Linked DNA regions of Columba livia: region 2 is linked to region 1. A link is a contact called in public Hi-C data. All regions are on one chromosome and are shown on one strand. The core of a region is the stretch at or near the end of the contact, and the rest is flanking DNA. Distances in the headings are between cores, read along the strand shown. Region 1 has its middle 130 kb from the start of ALDH8A1. Region 2 has its middle 98 kb from the start of ALDH8A1.

Region 1 (5,754 bases), core at 2,058-4,557:
GAGGGATTTATTTTGTAGCTGTTAGGACTTGCCTCTCACATGAAAGAGATAATCTCCAAAGATTTACTCCTACAATGGGATATTCCAATCATTCCATGGATTTCAGGATTAGTCATATCTGAGGTCCAATTTTTTTAGCTGTTTTGAAATATCAGGAGTGAGAGCTATCAAAATTAACCACTTGTGGGGCCAGTTCTGAAAGATTGTAACTCAGTCAATACTTTCCCATGTTGTTGCGCAACAAAAAGCAATTGAATGACCTGTTTTCCAATTTGGAAACACCATTAGAAAACTGCTATCATGGGGCAAATCAACTTTGAATTTTGCAATGCATTTTAGGGTCTTACTGAGCACCTACATGGAAAATCTAGTGCTTGCTTCACCAATGGCATGTATCGTGGATAACATTTTCTATTTCTTTGTCCCTTTCAAACATACAGGCCCCTTTGCCTCAGGGTGTTGTATACTTTGGTTTCCTGCCAGTTCATGGAGGCCCAGCTGAAGAGGCAGAATAAAGCATTTTCCTTACACCTCCAAGAACTTTGTGTTCACGTCCTGGGCATTATCCAAAGTGACATAAACCCTGAATAATTGTCTATTGATATATATATTGCTTGTATCAAAACAGTGAACAAAACCCACCATTATATGACCAAGCCAACGGGCCAAATCATTATTTAAATAGTACACAGTAACCAAACCAGGTGATCCACCTAAAAATTTGCCTGAAGCTGGCCACAGGCTTCTAGTTAGGCATTCCACAGTAAAACATGAGAAGCCAAGCAACTTGATCCTCACTTCAACAGATTTTACATCAAAGGAGTTTCATTGTCCTCAGCCTTGGATATGATGCAAATCTAATAAACAGTTCACCTCCTAAGCAAAGTTAAAGGGGAAAATAGGGCAGAAGAAAGCAGGGAAAGGATCTAAAACCCTCAAAAAGTACTCAAAACTAATGGTTTGTTTGTTTGTTTTTTGACTAGGTAAGACTTAAAACAACAGCTGCTGAAAGTGTCTGGAGAGATTTAATTCCCTGTCTTCAGACAAAGAACCTGTAATTTGATTGACAGACCTGACCAGGAGGGTTCCCTTCTGAAACTTTTTGCATAGGAAGCCGTGTTGAGGAGTCACCCCTTGGGTTCAGGGAGCGGTTTGATTTTACTCAAATGATTAATGACATTACAATGTTATGTTCTCTTTGTATGTTTGGTGTTCATGGTGATGTAATTTTCTTGTTTTGAAGTGTTGTGCCTTTTGTTTTGCCTTCTACCTGGCTGCTTTTGGGATAGTCATCACGCGAGGAAAAAGTTGCTCTTAAGGAGTACTCTGAGTTCTCATAAAAAGATACTTTAATTGGCCAGGCACTTGTACTGCCCATCCCTGTTTATAATAACCTCAGGAGCAACCTCTGTGCCAGAAATAGTTTATTAGGGAAACTGGAAGTGTTTAAGCCACTCTATAACTTGCATGACGTCAATGTAAACACTCCACCTGGGCAAAGAGCAAGGGAGGACTTGCTGTTACAAACCTGGAACAAGTGACGCCAGAGCAAAAAGCTGAACCTGAGACAGAATAGGATGACACACTGCAAAGACTTTTAAAACTAAGCATTTAGGAAGAAGTGCTAAACTCAAGCTAGTCAGATCCCACTGACTGAACACAGCACCTACTTCTTTACAGCCCGTCTTTACGTTGCTGGTACTTGCCATACAGCTCCACTGTCTCGCTCCTGCAGCAGGATCTGCAGTGCCAGGCTCAGGTCTTTGGGAGAAGTGTGATTCAGGGCTGTGACAGAGAAGTCCAATTGCACAGAAGCTGCTGTGCAAGCTGCAATGAAGCCAGGAGACCAGGCCACCCTGGAGGATGCACTCCTCAGTGTCATAGCTCCTCATCTTGTCACCTTTGCTTTGGCTGCACCAGCACGTTTGATGTTCTTAGAAACATCAGAACCTCAGCATTTTAGAGGGCTGGCCCAGTTCACATATCCATACTATTAAACAGTGCATTAATCCAGACCAATCCTCTGATTCTGCACAAGCACAGGTTGAAAGCAATCCTCTTCAGCCATTTTCACAGATCACATTTTTTCAAAAAGCCTATTTTCAGTCTGAAATTTGAAACATGCAGGTGAGTTTGTTACAAACTCTGGTTCTGATTAAAAGCAAAGCTTTCCTTCTGGGTCTCTTTAGATTAGGAGAAGTAAAGTTGCTGTCTCAAACTTTAGATCTCTTAGCCTTTTCTCTCCTTCTCTAATTTTATCAGTGCCAATATTGCTTTGCAATGCTGTTTTGGCAGTGGTGAAATGGTGCATGCTAACACAAATATTCATTCATAATTTGTTCGTAAGTATTCCAGCCAACCTTTTTTCTTCACCGAAGGCAAAGAAATGGACAAACACATTCAGGCTTCAATTTTCAAGCACTTTATTCACTGTACTTGGAATCAAGTATGCTTCACTTTTCTGAAAACATCCATACACTCTGCTTCTAGGAGTTGCTCTGTTTCCGGGAGGTAGAACATTAGAAATAACTTAGAAGTAACCTCAGAAAACTGAATGATATTTCTTCACTTGGTCACCCATTCTAGTTCATCTCCACATTTTCCTATTTTTTCAGGTGTATAACAATGAAAAAGAAAAGGTACTTCTTTTAGAAATGGCTGCATCTAGTCTTAGCATCTTGTGTTGGCCACCCTCATGTGCTCAAATTTTGTACCCAGGATCTGCAGAAAGTCCTAAAAACAAAGCCAAAATCATTGTCAAAGTTGTTATTTACACATCAGCCCAACGTTTCTGCACTATTAGCTTTTGCCAGTTGTGTCTGCCTCTTTTACAAGCATGTCACATGCTTCCTACAGTGAAAGTAAGAGACTCGTGTTGCACTCCGAATCTTCAAAAAGTATGTGTGCTTTGTTCCCAAGTATTGTCTGTCTAACAATGGAGCTATTCCACGGAAGCAGCAGAGCAGCCGCTTCTCTCCCCCCAGCCTTTGTAGAACAAAGCACCAAGCTTCTGAGGAGTCAGCTTTGTTGTTCTGCTGTTGTATGAGGAGCTGTCATCCGGCCACAGGCGCCAGTGGCTGCAGCACCCCCCCTACCAGAAAAGACAGTTCAAAAGCAGGGCGGGGTTTATGCAGTTTAATTTGGTGTGTTAAGCATCTTTACTACAAGCACTCTTATGATGTTTGCTGTTAACACTCAGGAAAGAACATACATCAAATCTAGCAAGGACACAAGGAGGGACAGATGGCAGTTCTGGCAGTGGCTCTCACCTTGATCTGATGGAAACTGTAAAATTCAGGGCCAGCATGCAAACTACCAAGAAAGTACTTCAGCATGCTGTAATACTGATCTTCCCTGAACATCGGATGGGATTACAACCAATAGTGTTGCCACTGGCGATCTGTTTTTTGCCCTTTCTCTATATTCTTGACAATCACTTCCAAGGAGAGAAAAAAAAATATTTACAGACAAATCATTTGTGCCCAGATTAGTCAGGCCAGATGTGAGTTAAACTTACAGTAATTATGATGGGTTTGTACTCTCTCTCCATGTGGCTATTTAACTCCTATTCGGACTCTTGGGAACAATATGACACAACATCCCATGCAGTAAATGCTCAGTAGAATTCCCTCTGCCAGAGATAACATACTGCAAATATGACTGTGTTCAGTGACCTCAGCATAGGAAGAGACACTGATCATCAGCATATTCTTCAAGGAAGCAGAGCGAAAAGGAAAAATCTGGAATCACAACCAAAACCACTTGCTGACAGTTCGACCAAACCCTCCTGGAAACCTGTCAGTGTTTTCTTCTGCTGTATCTATTGCACAGGCACCATGGTAATAAGTGATTCAGCTATATTACTGATTAAATTCAGGAAAGATGGCATACTTCATAATAATGACAGGCAGATGGACAGGATGATTTAAAAAGTATTCTGTTTGTTCCTGTTTCTCACAATACCTGTACACATTTTGATTCACAGCTTAAACCTCCTGGCTCCAGATAATCCTTTCAGAAATAAAATTGACCTGCCAGGCAATAATAGTCTTTGTACAAATGAAAAAGCTTTTCTTTTCCATGAATTCATTGACTCATTCATCTTTCAAGTCTCCGCTCCAAACACATTTCTTACAGCAAACCCTCTGCCACTAACATTTGTGCATGAACTGTCTCTCACAACTACTGACAAGAACGAAACAAAAGCTTGTTTATACAGGAGAGAGAATGGTCTTGTGGTTAAGATGCTTTGCCTGTGACTGCAGACATATGGATTCCCTTCTTTATGCAGAGCCATGATTTCCGTGTGATTTTTTACCTGTCATTTACATTACCTCTTGTCTTGATTCTCCTACCCCTAAAGACAGCATTATAACAGGGCTTTCAAACCACTCTGGGACATTGTATTTGCTTCGTTTTGACAACAGAAAGCACATTCACTAGTTTTAGTTGCATGTATAAGTAACTAAGTTACCATAAAGAGTGCCATATTTTGATTATCCATCTACACTGACTTCATTAACCAAACTTTCCATGAAGTTTTTATCTATGTTAAAAGAGTTGGGCAAGCAAACACCAGCTGAGCAAGAAGACCAAGCCTTGTTATGGTAAATAGATAGACACCACCCAAGGAAGGTAGCCCAAGGCAATGGGCAGCTGGATAGAAAACAAAGAAAATTCCTTTTTCATAAGTGAGCTCCTCCACAGCAGCACACAAACATGCCTACACTAGCTCTCCACAGTTCAAAAAAACCCACGCCAACCTTTCAGTCTCTTTTCTACCCAGCAACAGGCTCCCTTACAGGGATTACATGCTCTAACACAAGGATACACAGACTGGAGTCTGTGCTGCATTATCCCCTCCGTTTCCTTCAGTAGAGTGAGTCAAAAACCTTTAGTGAGCATGGAAAAGGGTATACCTTGTATGACCTTATACTGCCTTCTGTCAGCAGCACATAGTTACCCAGAGCACTGCCTAGTCAGTTACTTAATAAAATATATCATTTCCAGTACCAAGTGGAAAACACGCACACTCGCCAATGAGCAGGCACTTGGAATGCTTTCCAGCAAATATGCCTTGTCTAACTTGATAGCCTCCCACAAAACAGTGCGACAGTGACAAAACAGTATTCATCAGTGGTAAAAGAGAAGAAAAGGAGGTTTGAGGTCTTTAACCCCAGTTGTTACACACTTCCCTTCAAACTGCTCTGCCCGCCTTTCTGCTTCATGCACTCCCCTGGCCACTAACACCCCTATACACGATTGCGAGCACTTGACCTGACCCCACATTACTCATTAGAAGGTAAGCAAAACACTCTTCAGAGAGCTGCTCTGTTTGCTTATCATAGCACCAATCTCACCCACCCTATTTTTAATCACTCTGATGTCTGCATCCATGTGCCACATGCCCCTGGGCTCAGGAACCTTATCGTATTGTTCATCTGTATAGCACCACGCACATTCCCTACCTATAAAGAAGAGAAGTAATTATTACTAGTAAATAATATGTACTAGCTCATTTTAAATGAATCATGTGCTGCAGTCACCCTGGAAAATGAATAAAATAGGCAAAGTTAGAAGGCATCACTTTAAAATACTTCTTATATAATTATTATGAAATTGCATTAGGCTATGACTCATTCCTGCAAATGCAGGGTTCATTGAGGGTAATTAAAATAATTCACTATCTCTTCAAGGCAGTGACTCATAGGCTGCTGCCCATAGTGGAGTTCAATGAAGTCAGAGAGAAGCTCC
Region 2 (5,754 bases), core at 1,040-3,539, 33 kb after region 1:
GTGACCTACGAGAAGGGACTTACACAGCAGTGACTGCATTGCTGAGCACATAACTGCCAGTGGTTTTAACACATGAAATCACACTTTGGTCAGCAGAAAAGAGAACAGACATCTCCCTATTGGAACAAACCAGTGAAGACAATTGTTAAAAACAGTTTAAAACAAAGCAAGCCAAAATCAAATAGCAATGACCAGTCACTCTCATTGCTGTGTTGACAGTTAACAAAAACTGTGTTCCTTCCAATCAAAACTGCTCCATGACTGTTTGTTTGATTTTTCATTTTCCTTCAGAGAAGGAAAAGAAGGCATTTGCCTTTGTCCTGAAGACCAAGCTGTGGGTAGGCTGTGAAGGTTCATGCCTTCTGGGTAGATTGTCTTCCAAAGGTTCTGCCAGGACAGAGCAAAACTCTCTCCTCTAGTTAGAAAGAATAGGGTTGTAAAGAAAGTATGTTAACATTATTTTGGGTGTTTAGACTCCTGTAGAGATCTATCAATGAAAGCCTTGCTTCTTCTTAGGCTGATCCTGCAGCCATGAAAGAAAGATTTGACAGGTTGAGAATGTTTGTAAGCCAGAGAACCACGTTGTTTCAGAGGTTCTGACTTTTTTTTCTGAACTTCAGTTGTGAAGTTGTACAGTGCAGAAATCACAGAATGCCCTGCTGTGAAAGAAATTAGTCCGACAGTCAAGTTGGAAATTACAATGCCACCCCAAATGAAACTGAAATTGCTATGCAATATCTGTTAGGCCAGGCGATTTGAGGGCATTAAAAGTTTTACCTCTCGTTTACTTTGTGAGACAAAGTCTGATGCAGGAGGTTATGGTAACACAAAACAGCTGCTAATTGTATTTGTTCCTTAAACCAAGTATTAATGTCCACATGCAATATCTGAAGTACTAAACACAGGTTTTTATGTTGTGTGTATAAGCAATAATACTCATTACCTTTTTTTAGAAAAGCCAGAAAAGCCATTGTGAAAGCAATTTGAGTGTTATGAATGAAAATGGAAATTTAAAAACTACAAGCATAGCAACCCATAGTAGGACTGCTAGACAAAATTCCTCAGGGTCACTCAACTATTATCTGGTAAAAAAGTGCCAGTAGGCATCTTATTCCCAGTGACTGTTTGTTTTTTTTAAACACAATTCTTCTTTTATACCACATAAGTAATTCCACTAAGAAACAAATGACCACATCCACAAATGCTTTAAGTATGTATACCTTGTCAGCATTATACCACCACTTCCAGTCCAGTAGAAAAACAATTTGTAATAAATGTATCTTGACATAGTCTTGTTCACAACTTTCTTAACTACCATAACTGATGCAAAAACCCACTGAACCGAATCCAGAAAACACGTGGAGTTCTATCTGATAGCCCAGCAAAAGCAGGAGGTGAAGGTCCCAAACTACTTACATGTAAAGGTAGAAAGAAGATCTCTTCCTGCACCTGGGAGTGTTTTCACACAGGTTGTTTCTCATCCACATTTCCTCTGGCAGAATAATATTTGGGTAATGACACTCTCACTAGCCTTCTGCTTAATATCCTCAAACCCAGAGAACACAATCAAAAGCCTAACAAAATATTGCTTATATTCTCCTCACCCTTTGGCTTCTGAAGTATTATTAATCTGATAAAACAATTTCATACCCACACACCAAACTACTGTTGACTGGGTGTCTTAGGTGGCTGTTTGAAAAGTCTGGCAGCCTCTCAACTTCTTTTAGCCTCTTCATTTTAATAAACAATATAATGTTATTGTTTGATTCATGCAAAATTTCTTATATTTAAAAAGCCCAGTTAAAGCACAATAAGTAATACTAAATATGTGAAAAATAAGCATCATTTAAATAAAAAATAAGAAGTGCATTCAGTCCATTCTAAGTATAGAGATGAAGTCTTTGTGGCACAACTAAATCTTTTAAGTCACATTATGCTTTTGTAGCTATTTATAGACATGTATGTCCATCATTTGCATCCTATAGTTTGGGATTTCTTTTCCAGCTATAAACAGAGCTTCCTCTCTTGCTTTGTTTATGTGTCTGCCTGTCAACGTAGCGCCAGCGACTGTCTCTCCGCTTTGCTGCTGCTGCTCCCTCATCCTGTTTATAGGTCAGCGATGACTGCCATTGCCTCCAGACTGCTGACCAGAACTTCCCATAGCACTTCAGGATGTTTTAGTGACATTAACCTGTGCCGCCTGTCTGGAGCCAAACGTCTACCCTCTGCGCTCATGCTGCAGGCAGCATTCACCTCAACAAAATTCAGCTTTTGCTTCCTGAGAGGCCCAAACCTTTTCAGCTGTCCCCTGTGTGAAAACACAGCTGGGTCCTATTTATTGTCCGATCCATTGCAAAGAGCATCAACAGACACACAGATGAAGAGTGAAAAAGCTCTCCTGCCCCTTCAGTCCCAAGCATGTGAAGCCTCACAGTGGGCAGCATCCTTGTCAGCCAATGAACGTGTGGACAAAAACCTGAGTGTTCCTGGTGTGCACTGCCTCAGTGACAGTGAAGCCAAGCAGGGTCAATTGCTCTCTTTAGGCAAGGCATCACCCTTTCCTGTCACCTGTCCACTGCCTTGGGGGGAGAACTAATTTTATCAGTCTTTACTGCCAGAGGGAAATTGTTTGTGATGAGAAAACATCACTTCAGAAGACTGAGCTCAGTATTCCCTCCTTTTCATCCCCCAGGGAGTGCACAAAGGGCTCAATACCAGCTCTGTTTATGCCACTCTTACTTCATCTAAGCTCTTCTGAGAGGTCCACATAAGCAACAGGGAAAGGAAAAATCCTGTTCCCAGAAAAAATTCTCCCAAAGAGGGCTTAGTATAAATGAGAAACGGGGCTCAAATTAACATTTCTGAGCAAGGGGATGTGGGTAGAGCTGGAAAGGAGTAATAAATGCTTCTTCCTTTCTCCTCTTTCTTTGGTACTTTTAGCTGGATGCACGTTTTTATTTTCTTTGTCTAGATTTGTCCGAGGTCATTAATGAAATTGTTCTTCAGGTGTTGAATTCAGCAGAATGGAGCAAGGAAAACAGGTCAGCAACATCATGTGATGCAAACGGGCACGAGACACAACACAGGAGAAAGGAAAACCAGCTGTTGAGCACAGAGTCAGTTGCTGAAAAGGAGCCAGTAAAGAAATGTGTCTATACCCCAACAGCACTGGTAGACACTTCTTTTCCCTCCAAACCAGCCAGGTGAAGATGGACAAATCCAGGATCCCATGATGGATGCTAAAACTTAGGGCTTTATGAAAACCATAGGAATAGGAGTGCAGCACTTGTATATATCACTCTTTCAGGTTACAAACACATAGTAGCAGAGAAATATCAATACACTCAAAACATTTTTCAGAGGTTGCTGAAAGACAGTAGCATCTGCCTCCACGGCCCATACCCTCTTCCATAATACTGGGTTATAGTTCAGGGTCCAACAGCCTATGCCTAACAGGAGTGTGGAAATGTTTCCTTTAACAACAAGCTTACACAATCTGTTTTACAACACACACTGGCAACAGTGTTCACAACTGCTCCTGCATTATCTTGCTGCATTTTGCTGTTCATAAAGATACCTAAAGAACACACACTATTTAACCCCCTCTATAGGCTGGGAGAGGGGTGCAACAAAACAACAACAAATTATGTTGGCCTGATCTCTGCCAGAAACTACTGCATGCTTTACAATGTCTCCAGAGGTTTCCAAAAACAAAAACGGGACTTACACACTTACTTTTCACAGGTTTTGCATTAGTAATGAGCTCCTTAACTACAACTTGTGCCTTTCAAAAACTTCCTTCCTGGTCTTTAGAATAATGTCAAAAAATGTGACGCATGAGGAAAATCAACACCTCAAGTTAAAAGTATTTGTTATGGGACAACTAAGCAAAATGAATATATCATCAAAACACTGTTGGCATGTAGGTTGAAGTTAAGCACATGACACAAATGCATAGTCTTAGAAAGAAGGTGATCTAATAATTATGTTTCTTTAGGTTCCACTGTAAGCTTTTAAAAAACATTTACTGCAATAAAAAGCTGATGATTATGACATGCACACAGCTTCCTCTGCATTCAACAGCCACTGATCAATGTGTCAAGATCACAACTTCACATGACCCAGTGTGACCAAGCTTTGGAAATGCTGTTATGAATCTCATGATGCTGTGCTTTTTCTGTGATAACACGAGCTCTTGGAGTCATATGAACAAGCATTAATTTGTTTGGGTTTCTTGCTTTCTAAAGAAGTGTGCTTTCATCCTGTATTTTGGGCAGATGAAGTTGAAAAATCCAAAAACATTAGATAATACACAACTAGATCCCAATATTTAAAAGGTTTTCTGCCACTCACCCCCTGCCCCTCCCCCCTCCCAGGTATGCTTGGGTTTATCTTCTTGTTGTACTCCATAGCTTTGCTATAATGCAAGAGATTAATGCCTATGTTTATTGTTTCCCCATTTTACGACAATGAAAAAAATTCACTGTATAAGAAAATGCCTAAGGAGTGAGGTCCATTTTGATTTAGTTCAATATCTTATCAGAAGAGCAATGCAAGAGGTCCACTGTGGTGTTTCTCATTGCCATAATCCCAGCACTGGGTTTCTGTAGTAGACTCACTTGGTTTGTTCTCCTGTATTGTTGCCCTCATCATTTAGATAGATCTGTATTCATTTCACAGGCAGCTTCACTCTGAAACTTTTGTTCAAGTGCTAATTATCTCACGCGCCACTTTCTTTTCAAAGGCTCCCAATAAATGTAAAAAGATTGAATAGTCCAAAGAGGTGAATATACTTGATATGTTCCAAGATTTGAATCTGTACATTAGATTCTTATTTTCCTAGAAAATGAGATTAAATGAGATTAAACCAAAAAAGATCAGTATACCTGAGCATGCCCCTGTAATTATAAATCAAGTCTTGAGTAATGCCATAATATGCTAAACTTGTCTAATATCTCTGATGAAAAAAACATAATGACAATCTATGGAAAAGCAGAATGACATTTAACATGTTTTCCATTACTTCCCTGCCAGATTTTGATGATATTCAATTATATAGCCTGCTAGTGTGACAAATAACTCTTCTGTTTATAGCAGTTCTCTGTGACAAGTCCACAAATGTTCAGATTTTCCTCCGTGTGGATGGGATACTAGATGTGATCTTGCCTTCACATCCAGTCCTGAGAGAAACCAGAGGTGAAGCCTACAAAGCAGAATGGCAACTTCCTTTTTGAAGAGCTAGGAATAAGAGATCAAAGAGAAGTCTTTCTGCTTCAAGAAGAAAGGGTTCGGTGTATTCAGCCCCTAGCTATATCTTCCAGTGGAGGGATCTCACTGATGGAACTGTCTGATCTCTGGAGGTATTCAGGGTGTGTCCCAGGAGAGCAGGAAGCAGAGCAGGAGGTGCCTTATCACCTGCTTTTCCAAATCACGTAAGTTAAGAGCAAATTAAGATTTATCACAAGTTAAAACTAGCCCAAACCTATTTATATTTTTTTACTGTTCTCATGATGGGTGTAAGGGTTATATTTCAGTGTATAGATACATATGCATATAGTTATATATGCATATGTACTTGTACATGAATATGTATACATATACGTGTGCATGTGCCTATCAAAACAATTTCAGACAATTCAAACCAGTGCAAGTAGCCAATTTGGACAGTTCAAAACATAACTTATTTGGATTGTGGGCAGGATTTCATACAATGCAAAATCTATTCTGAAACACCTGTACTTATGAGGTCTGCTT

Evidence for each region. A called contact is a pair of places that touch in the nucleus more often than the background predicts.
Region 2: a contact with region 1 is called in a Hi-C map of crop, with 4 times the contacts expected there. The contact joins two enhancer-like sites. A contact is called at or near these places in 2 of 2 Hi-C or Micro-C datasets (crop and liver).

What each region holds. Positions count from the first base shown.
Region 1 is chr3:59,765,949-59,771,702 of bColLiv1.pat.W.v2, forward strand. No RefSeq gene overlaps it. Among named protein-coding and RNA genes, the nearest start is that of ALDH8A1, 130 kb to the right of the region's middle. Within about 2 kb of position 3,308, at least 1 of the 3 cell types and tissues checked has an H3K27ac peak away from gene starts, as active enhancers do.
Region 2 is chr3:59,800,277-59,806,030 of bColLiv1.pat.W.v2, forward strand. No RefSeq gene overlaps it. Among named protein-coding and RNA genes, the nearest start is that of ALDH8A1, 98 kb to the right of the region's middle. Within about 2 kb of position 2,290, at least 1 of the 3 cell types and tissues checked has an H3K27ac peak away from gene starts, as active enhancers do.